Linked DNA regions of Oryctolagus cuniculus: region 1 is linked to region 2. A link is a contact called in public Hi-C data. All regions are on one chromosome and are shown on one strand. Each heading gives the region's core, a stretch centred on a gene start, on an enhancer-like site or on the middle of the called end of the contact. The rest is flanking DNA. Distances are from core to core; before and after follow the strand shown.

The links. A called contact is a pair of places that touch in the nucleus more often than the background predicts.
Region 1: a Hi-C map of psoas muscle shows a contact between it and region 2, with 2.8 times the contacts expected there. The contact joins the enhancer-like site here to the promoter of RBPMS in region 2. A contact is called at or near these places in 2 of 6 Hi-C or Micro-C datasets (psoas muscle and an unstated tissue).

The regions. Positions count from the first base shown.
Region 1 is chr2:80,604,478-80,610,504 of mOryCun1.1, reverse strand. It overlaps GTF2E2 (general transcription factor IIE subunit 2), which reads left to right. Exons shown (of 8, transcript XM_070068516.1): 7 at 3,699-3,814; 8 at 5,437-6,027. The coding sequence ends at 5,553. Among named protein-coding and RNA genes, the nearest start is that of SMIM18, 54 kb to the left of the region's middle. Within about 2 kb of position 3,469, at least 5 of the 8 cell types and tissues checked have an H3K27ac peak or open chromatin away from gene starts, as enhancers often do.
Region 2 is chr2:80,424,481-80,430,544 of mOryCun1.1, reverse strand. It overlaps RBPMS (RNA binding protein, mRNA processing factor), which reads right to left and starts at 3,371. Exons shown (of 8, transcript XR_007918162.2): 1 at 3,024-3,371. LOC138848503 (collagen alpha-2(I) chain-like) reads left to right here and starts at 3,486. Exons shown (of 2, transcript XM_070068518.1): 1 at 3,486-6,064. The coding sequence starts at 3,486. The coding sequence ends at 4,256.

The DNA.
Region 1 (6,027 bases), core at 2,220-4,719, 180 kb before region 2:
ATTATCTATCTATCTATCTATCTATATATATATATATAAAATTAATATCCACAAATCCTTACTAAAAACACAACTTGGAGAAATGGCTGATATTCTTTAAGAATTTTTTTTTAAAGATTTATTTTATTTGAAATGCAGAGTAACAGAGAGAAAGATCTTCCACACACTGTTTCACTCTCCAAATAGCCTCAATGGCCAGGGCATGGCTAAATTGAAGCCAGGAGCCTGAAACTCTAGCCAGGTCTCCCATGTGGATGGCAGGGGCCCAAGTACTTGTTCCATCCTCTGCTGCTTTCCCAGGTGCATTAGTAGGGAACTGGATAAGAAGTGGAGCAGCTGGAACTTGAATCGACACACATATAGGATGCCAGTGTTGCAGGTGGAGGCTTAACCCGCCATGCCACAACACTGGCCCTGAGCACCTCATCTGTACAGAGAATTCTAATTAATACATATGGAAGCTGACAGGCCCCACTTGAACCAGTGTTCAGAGCTTCCCAACTCCAGTAAGAGGACATGTTGATAGTGTGTATCTCGGCAGTCACCACAAAGAGCACAGCCTCAGTGCTGTCATTCTTGCTCGAAACTCATAACCTCCGGTATTCCTGAGGAAGCTTCAGATGCATCCAGAATAACAGACCGTAGCGGCTGGGGCCACTGCCTGCATGCCAGCTTCCCTTGTGGGTGCCAGTTCACGTCCCGGCTGCTCTGCTTCCGATCCAACTCTGCTGTGACCTGGGAGAGCAGTGGAAGATGGCCCAGGTGCTTGGGGTCCCTGTGCCTGTGTATGGGAAACCTGGGAGAAGGTCCTGGCTTCAGATCAGTGCAGCTCTGGCTGTTGCAGCCATCTGGGGAGTGAGCCAGTGGATGGAAGACCTCTCTCTCTCTCTCTCTCTCTCTTTCTCTCTTTCTCTCTTTCTCTCTCTCTCTCTCTTTCTGCCTCTGCCTTTCAAGTGGATAAATAAATCTGTAACAGACCAGTGTTCCTCAGAAGTATCATTCTAAAGAGAGAGAGGGTACACTCAGAAGTGGGAAGAGATAAGGAGACATGGCAACTAAATTCAGTGTTGAACCCTAGAGTGGATCGTGGGACAGGAGAAGGGTGCAGGTAGTAATAATAATCTAGTGGAAGTTAAATAGGGTATGTGGGAGGCCGGCTCTGTGGTTTATGTGGTTAAAGCCCTGGCCTGAAGCACTGGCATCCCATATGGGCACCCGTTCTAGTCCTGGCTGCTCCTCTTCCGAGCCAGCTCTCTGCTGTGGCCTGGGAAAGCAGTAGAAGATGGCCCAGGTCCTTGGACCCCTGCACCAGCGTTGGAGACCCAAGAGGAAGCTCCTGGCTCCTGGCTTCAGATCGGCGCAGCTGCAGTCGTTGCAGCCAACTGGGGAGTGAACCATCGGATGGAAGACCCCCCCACCCCCGGTCTGTGTAAAATAATAAAATCTTGATTCTAAGCTTCTAAGCACCCGCTTAGAAGACCCGGAAGAAGCTCCTGGCTTCTAGCTTCCAATCGGTGCAACTCCGGCTGTTGCTGCCATCTGGGGAGTGAACCAACAGATGGAAGACCTCTCTCTCTGTCTCTAACTCTCTCTTGTAACTCTTTCAAATAAATAAAATAAATCTTTAAAAAAATAGGATATATGGATTAATAGCATTATACCATGGTTAATAAATTTTAATCATAAAATAAAGTTCTTAGCATTAGAGGAAGTTGGACAAAGGATAGTGAAACTATTTTGTTGCTTTTCTGTTAAAGTTATTTTAAAATAAGTAAAAATACTAAAAATATTTAGTTAGGCTGATGTGGTACAATACATTAAACTGCTGCCTGTTAATACCAGTACCCATATGGATGCTGGTTTGAGTTTCAGTTGCTTTGTTTCTTATCCAGCTCCCTGATATATTTGGGAAAGCAGCAGAAGATGGCCAAAGTGCTTGGGCCCCTGTCACCTACCTGGGAGACTTGGGTGGAGTTTCAGGCTCCTGACTTCAGCATGGCTTGGCCCTGGCTGTTAAGACTATTTGGGGAGTGACTTAGCAGATGGAAGATCTCTCTCTCCCTCCTACTCCACCCTCTTTCAAATAAATCTTAAAATGAGGAAACAGTCTGTGTCTAGGCCATAGTAGACTGCAGGGTTTCATATGTGCAGGGTCAGAGTCAGATGGTTGAGGAGTGGACATGCTCTCAAGGGGCTTACCATTCTTCAAGAGACTGAGCGAGTCAGGCAAGCAGAACAAACCATTGCCTTCAGTTAAGTGATGCCTACAGTGTATGCAATTGAAGTTTCAGTGGCAGTGTGGTATGAAACCCCAACAAGTCTGTAAACTAGAAAACTCTTATGGGATTTAAATAACTTTGTATCCAGATTGACTTCTTCATAGTAGGTTATGCCATGTTTGTATTTGGACATCAGCAACCAAAAGCCCTCAGAGGGTATTGCAGAAAACAGATTTCTTCAGTATCCAGCATTCCAACTGTTTAGGCATCATTTGCTTCATGCAATATATACTTAAAAAAAGAAGAAAGGAGAGAAAAAGGAAAAAATGTGGCCCAATGCAGAATTGGATGGCAGCTTCCTTATGGTTTCTTCTGGGACAGTGGTCACAACCTAAGGGAAAATTAATGGCACAGGAGGAAGGAAGGGAGGAGAGGAGGAGCGGCACTGGTGAGGGTCTCTGGTAGGAAGGGCAGGGGCGTGGTGGATGCACGGCTGTTAGGAACAGGAGGCTCAGTAAACCGCCTCTGTGCTCAGGGAGCATTCTCCCCCCACCTCTTCTGTTTTCCATCAAAGAGTCCCTAGGTCTTAGATTTTGTTATCACAAAAATGGTTTTGTGCTAGAAAGTAGATGCTGGGCAGGCATTTGCCGTAATGGTTAAGATGCTGCTTGCTGTTTCCAAGTGCCTGGACTTGAGTCCTGACTCCATTCGTGATTCCAGCTTCCTGCTAATGTAGCCCTGGGAGGCAGAGAAAACAGAGAAGGCGGGAGGGAGGAACCCAGTCCTGGGATCTGTCTTTAGGAGCTTATTTTGGACATGTTCCAATTGGACATGATCTCTTTTGGTTAAAAAAAGGTGACGTTGACGGAGGGGCCGTGGGTGTCCAAGGAGAAGATGTAGGCCAGGTGGCAGCCCTCCTCCTTTGTTTTATGGGAGTGGAGGGTGAGGCTGTTTTCCTCCGCTTTCTCCCCTTTCCACTGTCATGTCCTCCCAGTCTCCAGTCCCCAGACTGATTTCAACTGTTTTTCCCAAACTGTTGAAGTGTCTCACTTCCATATAAAACTTTGTTCTGTCTCCCTCTGTTTCAATAATTGTTATTAGTGGGAGAGGAAATGGAGTAAACTGAGCTCAGTTGAACTGAACTGTTTGCCCAAAAGGAAAAGAATAAAAGGAGAGTGCTGACTGCCTTTCCTCCCCAGGAAAGCAGGGAGGCCTCAGGCACATCGCCCTCCCTTACTGGCCTCTAAAAATAGATGGCAATGACGTGGTCTGCGCTGGTGCTGCTCTGTTCCCAGGCCCTTCTGCTGCTCAGTGTCCAGCTCTGGAATGTTCTTGCCTTGCCTCTTTGTTTTTCTAATGAAATCTCAGATGTGCTAATTTAGACCCAAAAGAGATAATAATGAAGCCTGGATTTTGATCACTTCAATGTAATCATTTGTAAAAATGGATTGTAAAATAACTATTCTCTTGTTGGTACAGAATTTCAGAAACTCTGGAGGAGTGTCACTGTGGATTCAATGGATGAGGAGAAAATTGAAGAATATCTGAAGCGACAGGGTATTTCTTCCATGCAGGAATCTGGACCAAAGAAAGTGGTGTGTAATCTCTGGAAAAGCCATCCAACCTTCCTCCTCTGCATTGTTACCCTGCTTCCTGTAGTTGTCTCTGTCCTGCGATTTGCTCAGATGCCATTCAGCACATGTCTGCCTTGCAGACCCGTGGACATGCCCCTGGCTGCTGCCCCTCAGGCCCGGCCTCCCTGCAGCATCCCCTGCTGTTTGTAGGCCCCAGCATCGTCCACTGTTTCCCCTCCTACCCTCAGCACGCGTCCCCTGCCTTCTGTGAGGAGCCTGCTCTTCATCTGCTTGGGCTTCAAGACCTCAGTTGTGCTCCCCTCCCCCTTGCTCCCTGAGCCTCATGGTCTTGGTTCCCGGCTCTGTCATGGCCTTGATCACACTGAATTGTCCCTGTTGATCTTTGAGTCTCTCGGGAATCATATTTTGGTCTTTATAGCGCCTAAGTCCTGCTCATCAGAGACCTTAGTAACCAAATGACAACTCGAAAATCGTCTTGTGCCAGCTAACTGCAGGCTCTATGTAGTCCAGGAACAAAGCCAGCTTGGAGAATAACCCACCAGCACCCTTGACTGTGGCTACTCTGCCTCTCTCCTCAGGCCCTAGGCCCCCATCGTACTTTGTAGCTTGTCTGTGGCTTTGTGGGGTGTGTGTTATTCAGTGAGCATTCAGAACTCAGAAATGGAAGATTGACTGCCGGTAATTTCTCCAAGAAGCAGTGTCATTGCAGCCCTTCATGAGTTCCGATCACTGCTTAATTTGTGGACTTAACAATTTTTTTTTCATTTAATGATGCAGAACACTAATGCTGACTTGACATATTCATATATAATTTTTTCTCTCACATTAACAATTCAACAGAATAATCGAGAGGAAAAGCTAAACACCATATGCAGTATACTCTGATACTGGAATTTAAAAAGTTTATTCCAATCCATTTTTTTTTCTATACTAAAAAAAAAAAACTTTGTTAACATTGATGAGGTAGATCCACAGGAACACGGTGGTGCCCAAGGGCAGCCCAGTGTTCAACCGGTCAGGTTTGTCATTTGGCCCCTCCTGCACGTAGAATTTTGACCATGCTGAAGAATGCTGGGGAGCGTGGCGGGGCCAGCAGCCATGAGAGAGGGCACAGTAACGCGGATGGCGCCATTTTGCTGGGCTGGCTGTTGATTTCTTTTTATTATGTGATTGATGTTAACGTTTCTAATATACAGAAAAGAATGGAGAATAACATTAAAAGCCCTTGTGTGTCCACCCATCACCCAAGTTTGCCATATCAGGATCTTATCATATTTGATTTTTTTTTAAGTGGTGATAGTGGATTTATTTGTAAGCCCGATAACAGACAAATGACAGTTTCACTGACTCTCTCTTACTGACTTGGTGCCTGCAGGAAGGTTTTTGTGCCAGCCTGCTCATTCCTAGGGAGGTTTGCATCGCATCTCTTGAACAAAAATCCCGGGTCTGGCTCAGGTTGGGTTGTGGGCTGTGCATTGGCATATGGGATGCTGGGCTCCAGGGCAGGGAGAAAGTTCCAGACCCTTCCTCCTCTGCTGTTGGGTTCTATGCTTAGGAAACCCTGACCATCGTACCCTTTGGAGTAGCTGCTTGTTTCTAACTATTCTTACCTTTTCCTTTAGGCACCCATTCAGAGAAGGAAAAAGCCTGCTTCGCAGAAAAAGCGACGATTTAAGACTCATAATGAGCACTTGGCCGGCGTGCTGAAGGATTACTCTGACATTACTCCTGGCAAATAGGGACAGGTTTGTCCTTGAACAGAGGACCGATACACATCAAGGTTGTTCTGGTCAATGCTTGGGCTCCGAAGACTCACTGTCCTCCATTCTGCTTCCTAGGGCTGAGGAGAGGAGCAGCTCAGTTTACAGAACAGGTGCAAATTACCAGCCTCACACTCAAGCTCACTGGGCAGGCTAACGAGAAATGTGATGTTCCCTGTAACCTCCAGTTACGTTTTAGGGGGAAGGCACTGTGCGTGGCATGCAGGTGTCTTTGCTGTTTGTCTGCTTCTACAAGGTTCCTGGTTCCATTTTCCCTTGTTTATTACTTTAGAGCAGATTGACAGGTAGTCTTGAATGCGATATTTGTTTATTCCGAAAGAACATATTTATAATAAAATAATTGTAGAAGGATTTTAAAGATGTTAGTGAATTCAGCTTGTTTCCTTTGATTTCTGGAAATGGCAGGCAGCAGTGCCGGCCTGGCTTCCAGGG
Region 2 (6,064 bases), core at 2,122-4,621:
CAACAGGGCTGAATTTTTTTAGTTTTACTTTAAGGACCAGTTTAGTCTAAGCAATTTAAGGGAAACTTATTTAACACCAGTGCTTCAACACAATGCCTTTTAGAAATGATTTGCAATCAGCAGGAAAAGTACCCACTGACAGATAAAAGTAAAAATAAAACTACATATTTATCTGATATCCAAAAAAGAATATTTCCACTTTGAAAAGTCAGTGACAAATTATTTCTTAGGACAAGATGGTCTTGAACATATTATAACTTGTGAATGATAGCTGATTAGGTAAGACAAACAATTATGAGTCTGTTACTTCTAGATTTATCAATTCCAATAAAATCTGTAGAATTAGAGACAAACTCCAAAATGACTTGAGAAATGATCTAATAAATGTACAAAAATAAGCTTTTGAAATCCCAGGTCCCGGTTAGATTGTGATGACTGATTCCATACAGGGACAACTGCACAGGAACACACATGTGTAACACGTTGGAAGGCCAGGTATCCTGGCTTGCTCTTACATGGCCGGCTAGCCGGAACTGAAGATTATTTTTCCTCAAAGTTTTACATGATATCCAAAGTGTATTCTGCTCAAGTTCTCAAAAACTCCCACCACCAAAAACTGCAGAAATTTCTCCTAAATGCTGGACTGCTCATTCTATCCAACTGGAGCTAAACGGGGATTTAGGCATCTTTTTCAGGGTCGGCATCAGAAACTCTTAACCGGGGTTAAAATACACTGGATGATAAAAGGAACTCATTTCCATAGAAAATGACACAACTTGGACTGCACAAGGTGGCAAACAGCCGAAGCACCCTGACAACCACAACATCGACCGTTTTCTCACGGTGATTGGAACTCACTGTCCACTGCCGTTCACAAGTCACCAGAAACAGCCCTCCTGTCCTGGTGTGTGCGTGTCCGTGTTACACGTGTATGCCCTGTCTCCTGCGGCCCATTGCCAAAGCTTTCTGAAAACAAACCGCTGCTCCTCTGGGTGGGCAGGCAAAGCGGCCAGTGCAGTGGGATTTTGTGCAATGCTAAGCTCACTGAATGGCACCCACCAAATGCCATATTTATTTAACTTGTGGCTTTCAGGGTTAGGAAAAAAAAGGGGAGGGGGAGAAAGAGAGAGGAGGTTAGTGTTTCAAAACCAGAATGTCAACCATAAACCCTCTCTGGTCAGGGTGTATCCGCAGTGTATACTCTCGCTTCTTATACAACCTGGGTTCTGAAACCTTCCTACCTCCTGTCTTATTTTTTAAGTAACAAGCGTTTTGCTAAAAAGACCTACACCTGGAGGAGCCCACGCCTTTCCCACCCGGAAAGGAACGCTGCTGGGGAAACTAGAAGCAATGCCTGCGACTTGGATGGCCTCTGATCACAGGGACCCACAACCTCGCGATAACCGAGCCCATCCAGGCAAATCCTGGCGGCAGTTCACCTGGCATGGGTCAAGAGAAAAATCTGACTTCTGTCGTCCATTCGATTTTAAGTTAATTGGATATGGTTTTCGAGACACCTGAGCCCATTTTGCTACTACCAAAAGAAAAAGAAAAAAATCTGCAGTCTGATGAACTTTCTCTTAACTACAAGTTTCCTCAACTGGTTAACAGAGAAAGATTGTTTCACAAGATACACTCTCACACTTAGGAGCGGCCAGATTGCCACTCTAAGTGGAACAGAAAGGTTTCTGAAGCAATGATTCTCTTGACGGGTTAAGTGAATTAGCTGCACATGCCAATTCCTGAAAATGCAAATTTGCCATCATTTTTCAGTTTTTAAAGGACAGGGAAAATAAACTAAACAGTAGAGAAGCCAGAAAGTGGAATTTGGAATTCCAGCCTTGGTGTCTTTTTAAAAGCACTGTCACGAGTAGTCCTACATTTGCAGGCACCAAACAAGAAGGGGCAAACAGCTTTTCAAAATAAAGCTTTGTCATAAAACAGGCGATTTCCTCCAGGAGCCAATTCTCAGCTTACTAACTCACCCAGGTGACAACGCTGCTCCACGGCGCTACCTTTTGCATTGTTTTGCATGGTCTTCGCCTGTCTCTCCTATTTAATTAAATAGCTCCAATTTTACACGTGGACGACTTAAAAGGGCTGAGGGATTCCTGCACGAGGTCCACTTCCAACTCTCGGGCCCGGCGCTGCGGCACCGCCTCGCCGCCCGCGCGCACCGCACGCTCTCTGGCTCCCGCACACACGCGCGCGAGCTCTTGGCGGAAGGCTGAGAGCCCCAACTTCGAGGGAACTCAGCAAGTGAGCGGAGGCACTGTTTCTGGGGCTGCGGGAACAGTCATTTGAGAAACCCCACAATCATCCCCTAACTACGGAGTTCTGGAACGTGCGTCCCGCACACCCCTTCCCCACACTTCCTCGGCTTCGCGTTTGCCAAAGGCAAGTGCCCCCCAACTGCAAGCTGTCTCCCCTCCAGGATCCCGGACGCACAACCCAAATCAAAGTCCTACCGCAGCGTCCTGGCCAGCATTCCGGGAGCGACGCTTTCGGCCCCTCTCATTCTGCTCCCCACATCCACACCCCGCCCCCGAAGTCTACCACAGCCCGGGGTTCGGGGGTTCCCGCCTCGCGGGCGGCGAGTTATCGATGAATCCACACACGCCCCGGCTCCGGAGAGACTTGGCCAAGAACTTTTCACACCGGCGCCAGCGCCAGCCCCTAACAGAGCTTCTCCCCAACTCCTTCCCAAAGCCGCCCGCACGCACGCACACAGACACACGCACTCCCTCCCGCCGGCTTCCAGCCCCTGGCGCTCAGAGAAGCCCTGACCCTCGGGTCCCAGTAACCTGAGGTCACCCAGGAGTCAGCTCTCGATTCCGCTTTTAAAATCCCGGGCACACAAAGCCGAGCATTCTACTTGGAGGGTGTCTCCGCAAAGTTCTGCAAGTCACGCAGCGCAGGGTGCGCGGACACCCCCAGAACCCGCGCCCTGGAGACGCACCCAGCCGGGGCCACGGCGCGCCGGCCCCCGGACGCGCCCCGCCGCCCGCCCGGGCCACCGCTACCTCTTCCTCCTGGAGGTTGGCCTCGCTCGGGGTGTTCTCCTTCTCGGCTTTGCCGCCGTTGTTCATCTTCCCGGTCCTTCGTCGCCGGGCAGGGCTGGGGCGCGGGGCTGGGCGAGGGCGCGCTCGCCCGCTTCTGCCTTCCCCGGGGCGCCGGGGCTGCCTCGGGCGGGCGCCGCGGGGCTGCGAAGGCTCGGGCTGGGCTCCCGCGGCGCGCAGACGACGGCGGCGGGCGACTCGGGGAGGAAGTGCGGGCAGGGCGCGGGCGCGGGCCGGCCGAGCGGGGCGCGGAGACAATCGCGACCGGGAGGGAGACCTGGGGCGGGAGGGCGGGCGCGAGGGAAGGAAGGAAGGGAGGGAGGGAGGAAGAGAGGATGGGGCGAGGGCGCGCGTCCCAGGAGTGAGCGCGGAGAGCTGGGGCTGGGGGCTGCCGCTGCCGGAGCAGAGCGAGGCTGGAAGGAAGGGATGGGGCGGCCGGAGAGGAGGAGGAGGAGGAGGAGGCGCCGGCCGCGGCTGGGACGCTGGGACGCGGAGAGCCGCTGGCTGCGCGCTCCTGGCCGGCTTTGGGAAGTCCGAGTCCGCTGCAGCTCCTTTCTCTCGCCTCCCTCCCTCCCCTCTCCGCTCTCCCCTCCCTCTCCGCCTCCCTCCGCCCTCCCTGGACGTGGGCTGCCGCCGTCAGCCCGCAGGGACGGGACGGGGGCCGCCGAAGCCCCCCGGCGGGAGGAGGGGCCGCGGAGTCGGCGCGGCCCGGGCCGGATGGCGCGCGCCGGGGAGGGGCGGCGGCGCGGAGCGGAAGCGGCCGACCCCGGCCCCGGCTCGACGGCAGAGCGAGGGCCGGGCGGGCTGAGCAAGGGAGGCTGGAGAGCCGGGTCCCCGGGCGCACGCGGCGTCCCCCGCGCCCCGGCTCGGAGAGGGGGCTTCGGGGAGCCGGGCCCTGGCCGTGCGCGGACCGGGGGCTGGGATGTGCCACTTTTGTTTGCCTGCTTTCCACGAGGGAGCTGCGCGCCCCCGGGCTCCTCGCCGGTAGGGGCTGAGACGCGGGTCGCGCCCTCGGGGCGAGGGCTTGGAGGCCCGGGACGGAGGAACGCCGGGGACAGCCGGGCCCCCGTGAGCCCCCCGCGAGCCCCCCGCCGGCCCGCTCTGGAGTTGATTGTTCACCTGGCCTCTCTTTGGGGAGCGCCTTCCTGGCAAAGGAGACCGAGCCCTGTTTATCCGGCTAATCCCGCGGCTGTTTAAATGAGCCCCCCGGCACACAGTGGGCACTTTTCTAAACGAGTCTTGGCAGGCAGCCCTGGAGGGTCAAGGCATTCGGGCAAAGCGAGGCGCCCGCCTAGTGTTCCCGCCGCGCCTCTGGGGGACTGCCTACTTTATTTTCTCGTCCGTGAAATGGGTGCAGTTACCCCGGAGTGTGGGGGGCACGCCTCACACCCTCCTGCCCGCTGTAGGCTTACAACATGGATGCTAACATCATTATGAAGAAAATTTCCATTTCTTCTGGGCCTGGAGCCTTTTGTCTTATGGGTCCAGTTATGCGTCTAAACTTGACTGCTACAAATGTATAACCTTACAACTCGCAACTAGTTCGTTCAGCGCCGCCTCCCGCTCCCAGGAATTCCTTCCTGCACAGCACCTATCACAGTTTCTATTTATTGACTGGCCTGCCCTTTATCTTGCCTCCCCTCCCCCCTCCAGAGCTTATACAGCTTTGAGTGCTGGTGGGGGTGGGGGTGACAGCAGAAGATAAGACCCTGCCTGTAGGGAGCTGAAAATGGAGTTGTGGAGACCAGATACCAGGAACAACTCCAAAGCAACAACATCCTGGCAGAGCACAAACATCTTTTGCTTTAAGGGGATCAGGAAGGGCCATTCAATAATCTTCTTGGATTTACAAGAGAGTTTCACAAAGTTCATGGAAAATGCTTACTATGAAAAAAAACTATGCATGAATTTCCAACCCCCCCCCCAATTTTTTGCAGCCTGGTAAATGTATATTTTCATTCCATCTTTCCATGAGCTTTTTTGAAATACCATGGTATGTACCGGGTTTGTTCTTTGAGGTCTGCAGATTTTGAAAGAAAAGTTTTCTATCCGGGAAAAAAAAAAGTTTTTCTCTAACTGCTGCCACGGTGTCACCGATCTCTCTGGGAATGAAGGTGCATTGCACATCGATGAGAATAACCTAGGAGGAGGCTGTTGAAGCCGCAGCTGAAGATGTTCCGAGGGGCGAGGCTACGGGGAGTCCGGAAGCTGTGTCTGCCTTCTGATGTGTTGGCCTGGGCTGGCAGCCCTGTCCGCGGCCTGCTCCTCCCTCAGTTAGAGGAGGAACCACGAGGGGGCGATATCTTCCTGAGCAATAGTTGAGCGGTGGTCTTGGGCCCTGTGCCCTTCTCCACTCTTGCCTGTGACAGAACCAAACCCCCTTTTGCTGAGCCTGACAAACCCCAAGGAAAGTGACGATTAAGCCGGTCCTTGATGTCTCCAGCCAGGCCTCACTTCGGAGAAGGTGGGTTATGTTGTATGACTTCAGGATCCTGGGGGACCCCCCCCCCCAACCCAGCGAAGTGTGGCTCCCTCCCAAACTCAGAGACTGCTGCTCCTATCTTCAAGCCAAACCAGGACTTTGTCCATTGTTGAGGTCAGAAATCTCTGGGATAAGAAACAAAACATTTCTAGGAGTTGTTTTGTTTTTTTGACAGGCAGAGTGGACAATGAGAGAGAGAGAGAGAAAGGTCTTCCCTTACCGTTGGTTCACCTTCCAATGGCCGCTGCGGATGGCAGGAGCCAGGTGCTTCTCCTGGTCTCCCATGGGGTGCAGGGCCCAAGCACTTGGGCCATCCTCCACTGCACTCCCTGGCCACAGCAGAGAGCTGGCCTGGAAGAGGGGTAACCGGGACAGAATCCGGCACCCCGACCGGGACTAGAACCCGGTGTGCTGGCGCCGCAAGGCAGAGGATTAGCCTAGTGAGCCGCGGCGCCAGCCTCTAGGAGTTCTAGGAGGGGATCCTTCTCTGGCTTGTATTGGCTTCCCAGCATCTAGACAGTGC